2 separate regions of the Sus scrofa genome follow, and region 1 is linked to region 2. The links are chromatin contacts, called in public promoter capture Hi-C maps. All regions are on one chromosome and are shown on one strand. The core of a region is the stretch at or near the end of the contact, and the rest is flanking DNA. Distances in the headings are between cores, read along the strand shown.

Region 1 (2,863 bases), core at 267-2,766, 82 kb after region 2:
CTGAATGTCATCAACAGCTGACACTCAAGCAGTCACTGGGTGCCTGGCTCTGTTCCCGGAGGCCCTTTCTCACAGGGGAATGTGCAGCCCCCCGGGGAGGACAGGGAGTTCAGCGGGCAAGACAGACCCTGGGGACAGGCAACACTCTGAGTCCCGAAAAGCCCTCTCCAACAGGAGCTGGCCCCTCATCCGTGAGAGGACACACTTGTGGCATTAATGTGTAGCAGACACTCCAGGCGCTGATCTTGCTCTGGGGTGAAAAAGTCTTATATCTCCAAGATAAAACAGGACCACCAGGAGAAGGTGACACTCTCTAGATAAACCCAGGAAGTCCAGACATAGCCTTCCAGCTGCACTTCCCTCCCCCAGCTCTTGGGTCCAGTGAGAAAGGCAGGCTGCTCCAGGGACACGACCTGAATGGCAGGCCGGGTGGCCAAAAGCTTCCGCGGCCAGTTCTCAATGGAAGGGGGGAGGGGTGGCTCCTGTGGCTCGCTGCCCTGAGGGAGCCCTGGGCCAGGGCGCTCCACATATTCACACACAGACATACACACACAATCACTCAGGAACACACATATGCACACACAATCCACCTACACAGTCGTGTGCACACCCAGGCACCAGTCAGCAGCCTGCCTCTGCCCCTCGCCCCGGGGCAACATGTGAAAGAGCTCACACGTTCCCAGCAAAGCAAGTTTCTGGGCGCTGCACTGAGCGGAGGTGCGGAACCCCGAGGTGGGTGTTTGGGGCACTAGAAATGTACGCATCCGGAGAGTCCCCACACGCGTGCGCGCGCTCATGCACACGCAGACACACTCCCAGCAGGGATGGGACCCGGGTCCAGCCGCACCTCTCCCTGGTGCAGGCGACCCCACCTGCGGGGACTAGGGGCCGCTCGCGGCGCGGAGGCACCGCGGGGAGCTGCGTCCCCCGAGCTCGGCCCGGCCAGTCCCGCGGAAGGTGGGGAAGGGGCTGCGGTCTCCCAGGAGATGGCGAAGGGGCACTCGGTCCGGCATCTCCCGAAGGTGGGGAGAGAGTTGAGGCCAGAGGTCTCCGGGAAGGTGGGGAGGAAGCCTTGGCCGGGCATCTCCCGAAGGTGGGGAGGAGGTAGCGGCCGGAGGTCTTGGAGGAGGTAGGGAGGGGTCAAGGCTGGGGATCTCCTGGGAGGTGGAGAGGGGAGCGCAAATGAGGAGCGCGCGTCGCCGGGAGGCGCCAGGGCCGCGGCCCTCAGCGAAGGGGTCGGGAGTCTGAGAGCGCCCGCCGATAGCCCCCTGGAAGGCCACGACGCCTCTGCCGGCTCCCGGGAGCTCACCGATCTTGATCTTCACGCTCTGGAAGACTCGGAGCCCCTCTTCCTCCACCGCCATGCTGGGTCGGCCCGGAATTCGTGCGCCGAGCCCCGCCGAGCAGCAGGAGCCAGAGCGGCGGCGCAGTCCCCGCGCTCTGCGCGCGTCTCGTCGACCGCGGGTCGGCCGCGCCTCTGTCCCCTGGCTCCGCCCACGCACCCGACCATTGGCCGAGAGCGCGAGCGTGGGCGGTGAGGCTCCGCCCACGGCCCTGCCCAGTTGCCTTGTGCCTGAGGTCCGCAAAGGGGCAGGAGCGAGACGGCTCCGCCCACATCCCAGCCCCAGATCCCCATTGGCCGAACCCCGCAAGGGGGCGTGGTCGGTATCAGAGAAGGGTTGGAAGGTACCACGCCGGGGTGGTTCACCCAGCAGGGAGGATCCCACAAGGGTTGCTGGAGGAACTGGGCCGAGGGGCGCTGGGGGGTACTGGGCGTGGGGAGGGCGCCAGGAGGGGACCGGTCAGCTGTCGCTGGCTCGGGGAGCGGGGGGCGGTGGCGAGGGCCGGGCGGAAGGGGGGGCGGGGACCGGGAGGGCGGGGCGTGGAGGACTAGGGTTGCAAAGAAGGTGGCGGGGGCTAGGCGAGGGGAGGCAGAATCTGGCGGGAGGACGCGGGAATAGGGAGATGTGCACATGATTTTAAGAAACTCAGACCTAAAGGAATCAAGGAAAAGAATTCTCTGGCCCAGCTCGGCCCCCTCAGAGCAAGTCCGCACTTGCGGACCAGCTGCTGGAGACCTGGCCTCTGGAGGAACAAGGGTTCCACTGAGGTTGCTGATTAGGCTCCGCAGATGTCCATTCCCTTCTGATGCCTTCCTGTCCCTCTACCGTGCCCTGGTCTCCCGCCACCTGGCTCTGAGTCTTTCAGGCCACGTGCACTCCTGTCTGCCCTTGCTGATCCCCATGCTACCATCCTCCCCTTATTTTCTGTCTCCTGACTTCCTGTCCACTTATCTCTCCTCTGACTTAGGAGTGCCCAACATCACACACACAGACTTACACACACACACACCAGAATACAAGCTTAATAAAGAGAGAGGCCTGTTTTTCTCACTGTTTTACCTCACTTCCTTAAAAAAAAAAAAAAAATGCTTAGGTACCTGTTGAAAAAGATTACTGACCATTCTTACCCTCCTTCCAGGTCCTCAATCAGCTGCTTGAGGCAACCTTCTCAGGACTGTCAGAGGAGGTGTTTACTCATGGTTTACTGAAGAGGCTGGGGTCAAGCCCCCAGTGTTGCTGCCTCAGGACCCCAGCAGGCTCCTGTAGTTGTGTGGCCACCCAGAGCCCACCCTCCTCCTAGCCAAGACTTGGCCTCCATCAGGGTAACTGAAAAGTAACCCCAGTTCCTGACCTTCTCAGAGGACCAGCTGAAACCCCAGTAGCAGCTGCATTGTTGCCAAGTGGCTCCTCTGTCCCCATCTTCCCCCCATTCTCTCACAGACTTTCCCTCCCAAACACTTCCAACCAGGTCCTGCACATGGATTTCCTCTTTGGAGTCTGTTTCCAAGGGAACCGCTGTA
Region 2 (3,275 bases), core at 584-3,083:
CAAAAGACCTGGGCCCTTAGTCACAACTCTGCCCTGGCGGACCCTTCTGGAGTCCTTGAAACCTCTGGTGTCACCATGGTAGCCTTGAGAGGGTCAATAACCAGCTCTCTTCACCACAGAGCATGTTCTGAGGGCAAAGAGAAAGTGCAATCTGAAAAAGAACAGCCCTTGATAGGAGCTTACATTTGCCAAGAGGGGACTGCTCACTAGAGCAAAGAAATGGAGAAAGACATTTGAGAATCCTTTTACAGAAAAGGAAGGATTACGACAATGACTATGGGACAATGGTGACGGTGGTGACGTGATGAGGACGGTGGTGTGGGCGGTGGTGGTGAGGGGTGGAGGTGGGGTGGTGATGGTGACGTGAAGGTGGTGGTGGTGAGGGTGGAGAAGTGGAGGTGATGGTGATGATGCAGCGGTGGTGACGGCGGTGACGGTGGTGACGTGATGAGGACGGTGGTGTGGGCGGTGGCCGTCATGGTGCTGCTGATGGTGGTGGGGGCGATGGTGAATTGTGGTGGGGGCAGTGGTCATGCGGGTGGTGGTGGTGGCGATGGGGATGCCTATTACTGGAGCTTTCTGGGCACTGGGCACTGTTCTGAGGGCTTCACTAAACAACGCTGGGGTGTGGGTACTGCTAAGATCCCCACGTTGCAGGTGAGAAAATTGCAGCTCGGGGAGGTATGGTGACTTGTTTGAGTGTTTGCTGGAGCTGGACATGGAGGCCAGTTCTCCCAACTCCCAAGCTCGTGCCTTTTTACCACCCCAGCATGATCCCACAAGGGGTTCTTGGGGCCCCTGGGCACCTTGAAGGTGGACCCAGGCCCTAGAGTCTCTGGTCGTGCAGGAACGGGTGCAGGTTGGAGTCGGGGGAGTGAGGACGAGGTGAAGCGTCCTCTGGGCCCCTGGCCGGTCCTCCACCTGGAGGCCCCGTCTCTGCCTCAGCCTCTGGCCCACGCGAGTGCTGGGCCAGTTCCTGGAAACCCTCATGGCCCTGAGCAAGGCGCCCCCCAGGACGTGGTTTGGCCTTGTGGTCTGAGCGTCTTACCTCCTCGGCATGGTCTCCCAGGTCAATCTCCACAAACACAGATGGTTTCTGTGGATGGAAACCAGAGGCGTGGCTGATGGGTTTGGGCGAGCTGGGGAGGAGTGAGGTTCCGGGCAGCGAGTTGGGCTCTGTCCTGTGGCTGCCTGGGTCCGGGACCACCAGACACAGCCAGGCTTGGCAGGGGCCATCCATGGCAGCTCTGGCAGTGAGGGAGTGGAGGGGTGGCCCTGCTCACCTCCCCTCAGGTCCCTGAGGACCAGGGCCTCTGGGTACCAGGGCGATGCCTGGTGGGCACCTTCTCTGCCCACTACAGACCTGCTCACCTGGGCAGCACCTGAGCTCTGCCTCTACAAACCCACCTGCCCTCTGCCTGAACTTAGAGACCTGCTGAGATGTGTAAGGCCTGGGGGGCTCGAGTGGGGCTGCCCCAGGCCTCAACCAGGCGCCTTGGTGCCATGGAAGTGGAAGCACTTCAGTCAACAGCTGGAGAAGCACTTGGGGAGTGGAGGCCTCCCCCGAGCCCTGGACACGGGCCAAGGACCAGCTGCTGTAAACCTGGTGGGACCCGCCCAGCTCCCCCTCCTTCCCTACGCTTGGATCAGGACAGAAAACTGTTCCCTGGCAGGGTCTTTGGGGAGGGGTACCTCTCAGTGTGGGGCCGCAGGCCGCCACCCCGCAGGGCCCTGAGCACAGTTACTAACTGTGCTGCTTGGCAAGCTGGGCCTGGGGCGCCCAGCACCAGCCGAGAGCACAGAGCTGGATGCCAAAGGCTCAGCTCAGGGCGGGGGGGGGGGGGGGCTTGGTCCAGCCTGCAGCCCATGTGACTCAAGGACAGTGCCTCCACAGCAGGACTGTCTGACTTGTCACCAAAGTGAAAAGCTCTTGCCTCTTTTTCCAGCAGGTCAGCCAGTTTTATGGACTCTGGCTCCTGCTCCTGTAAAAAGACACCAAACAGGTAAGAAAGGCAGGACTCAGGGCTGAGGGGCCGGCAGTGCCTTGGCATCAAAGACCCTTGGCCTGACCTTAGCCTCCGGGGTGCACTTGTCCACGCTCTGCCCTCTGTCCTGCTCCTCCTGGACGCTGGCCTCGGGGGTGTTCACAGCCTCAGGCTCTGCCCTGTCGCCCTCACGGTCCTCCTTCCCCAGGGCGTCCTGGTGCTGTTCCTGCTTGTCCTCCTCCAGGTTAGGCTGGCTGCAGGGGTGGGGGCGGGGGGCGGGAGCCCGGTGGTGACCCAGCGCCCGCGGAGGGGACGAAGCAAGGGCAGAGGATGGGCAGTGGGCAAGGCCCACCTGGGGCAGAGGCACATGTGGGGTGACAGATGCAGCAGGGCTGGTGCTTCTCTCTGCAGAGCTGTCCCCCTAACCTGCCCAAGAGGCCACTTCCTGCAGCCCCACCCCTCAGGTGAGACGCTTCCTTCCTGGACATCTGAGGGGATGTTTGCAGAGCCAGTTCCCGCTCCCAGACAGATGGGGAGGTGGGGGGGGGCTTTGGGGAGGGGCCTGCAGCCCCGAGAGCCCCATGGTCACCTGCCTCGAGCCCCCACCCCAATGTCCTCTTCTAAACTCTGGGCAGCTCCCCGCTGCACGAAGGCCACTCACCAGCTGGCATCTTCCGCATCACTTTTGAGGTCCTTCCCCTGGTCTTCAGACTCTGCAGAGGAAGCGGCTGGCTTGCAGTCAGCCTGTGATGATGCAGGCGGGCCGCCCGTGGGCCAGGGGTGCTGCCTCCACCCTTATGACCGGAGGGTTTTTATCCTGACCTGTTCTGCCGAATCCCCAGCCCCGGAAGCCGCCTGCTTGACTCCTGACCTCAGCACTTAGCAAGCCTCGTGCCAGAGCCTCCAAAGCTCACAGCCCAGCCAAACCCCCGCACCCCCAGCCCCCAGTCCCCAGGGGCCCTCTGCCCTCTCAGGGCACAGGCTGAGGCACTTGGCCAGGAGCAGTCCTCCTGGTCGTCTGGACTTGGAGCAGCAGAAGCAGAGGTGGGATCTGTGCCACACTCAGCCCCTTCAGGATGTGCCTCCTGGCCCCTGAGGGGCACTGCCAGGGTGGGGGCACCTGGCCAGGAAGGGGAGCTGGGCACATGGTCATGGGAGCGGCCCAACCGGAGGGAACAGCTGGGACCTCACGCAGAGCCGTGGTCGGTGAAGGACTAAGGGAAGCTGCATGTCGGTGACCTCACCGGGCAGCGTGAGCCTCTTAAGTGTGAGCTCCGAGCAGGAGACCAT

What was found. Promoter capture Hi-C pulls out the DNA fragments that hold promoters and counts their contacts.
Region 1: a contact with region 2 is called in a promoter capture Hi-C map of liver, with 4 times the contacts expected there. The contact joins the promoter of RASA3 here to the promoter of LOC106504737 in region 2. A contact is called at or near these places in 5 of 5 promoter capture datasets (fetal liver, fetal skeletal muscle, liver and 1 more), 12 of 47 Hi-C or Micro-C datasets (alveolar macrophages, blood, embryonic fibroblasts and 6 more) and 1 of 2 datasets of contacts at active chromatin or transcription factors (skeletal muscle).

The regions. Positions count from the first base shown.
Region 1 is chr11:79,026,475-79,029,337 of Sscrofa11.1, forward strand. It overlaps RASA3 (ras GTPase-activating protein 3), which reads right to left and starts at 1,517. Exons shown (of 24, transcript XM_003131110.5): 1 at 1,310-1,517. The coding sequence starts at 1,364.
Region 2 is chr11:78,944,481-78,947,755 of Sscrofa11.1, forward strand. LOC106504737 reads right to left here and starts at 1,834. Exons shown (of 4, transcript XM_021065991.1): 1 at 1,049-1,834. The coding sequence starts at 1,240. It overlaps LOC110255870 (a long non-coding RNA gene), which reads left to right. Exons shown (of 4, transcript XR_002336798.1): 2 at 1,947-2,003.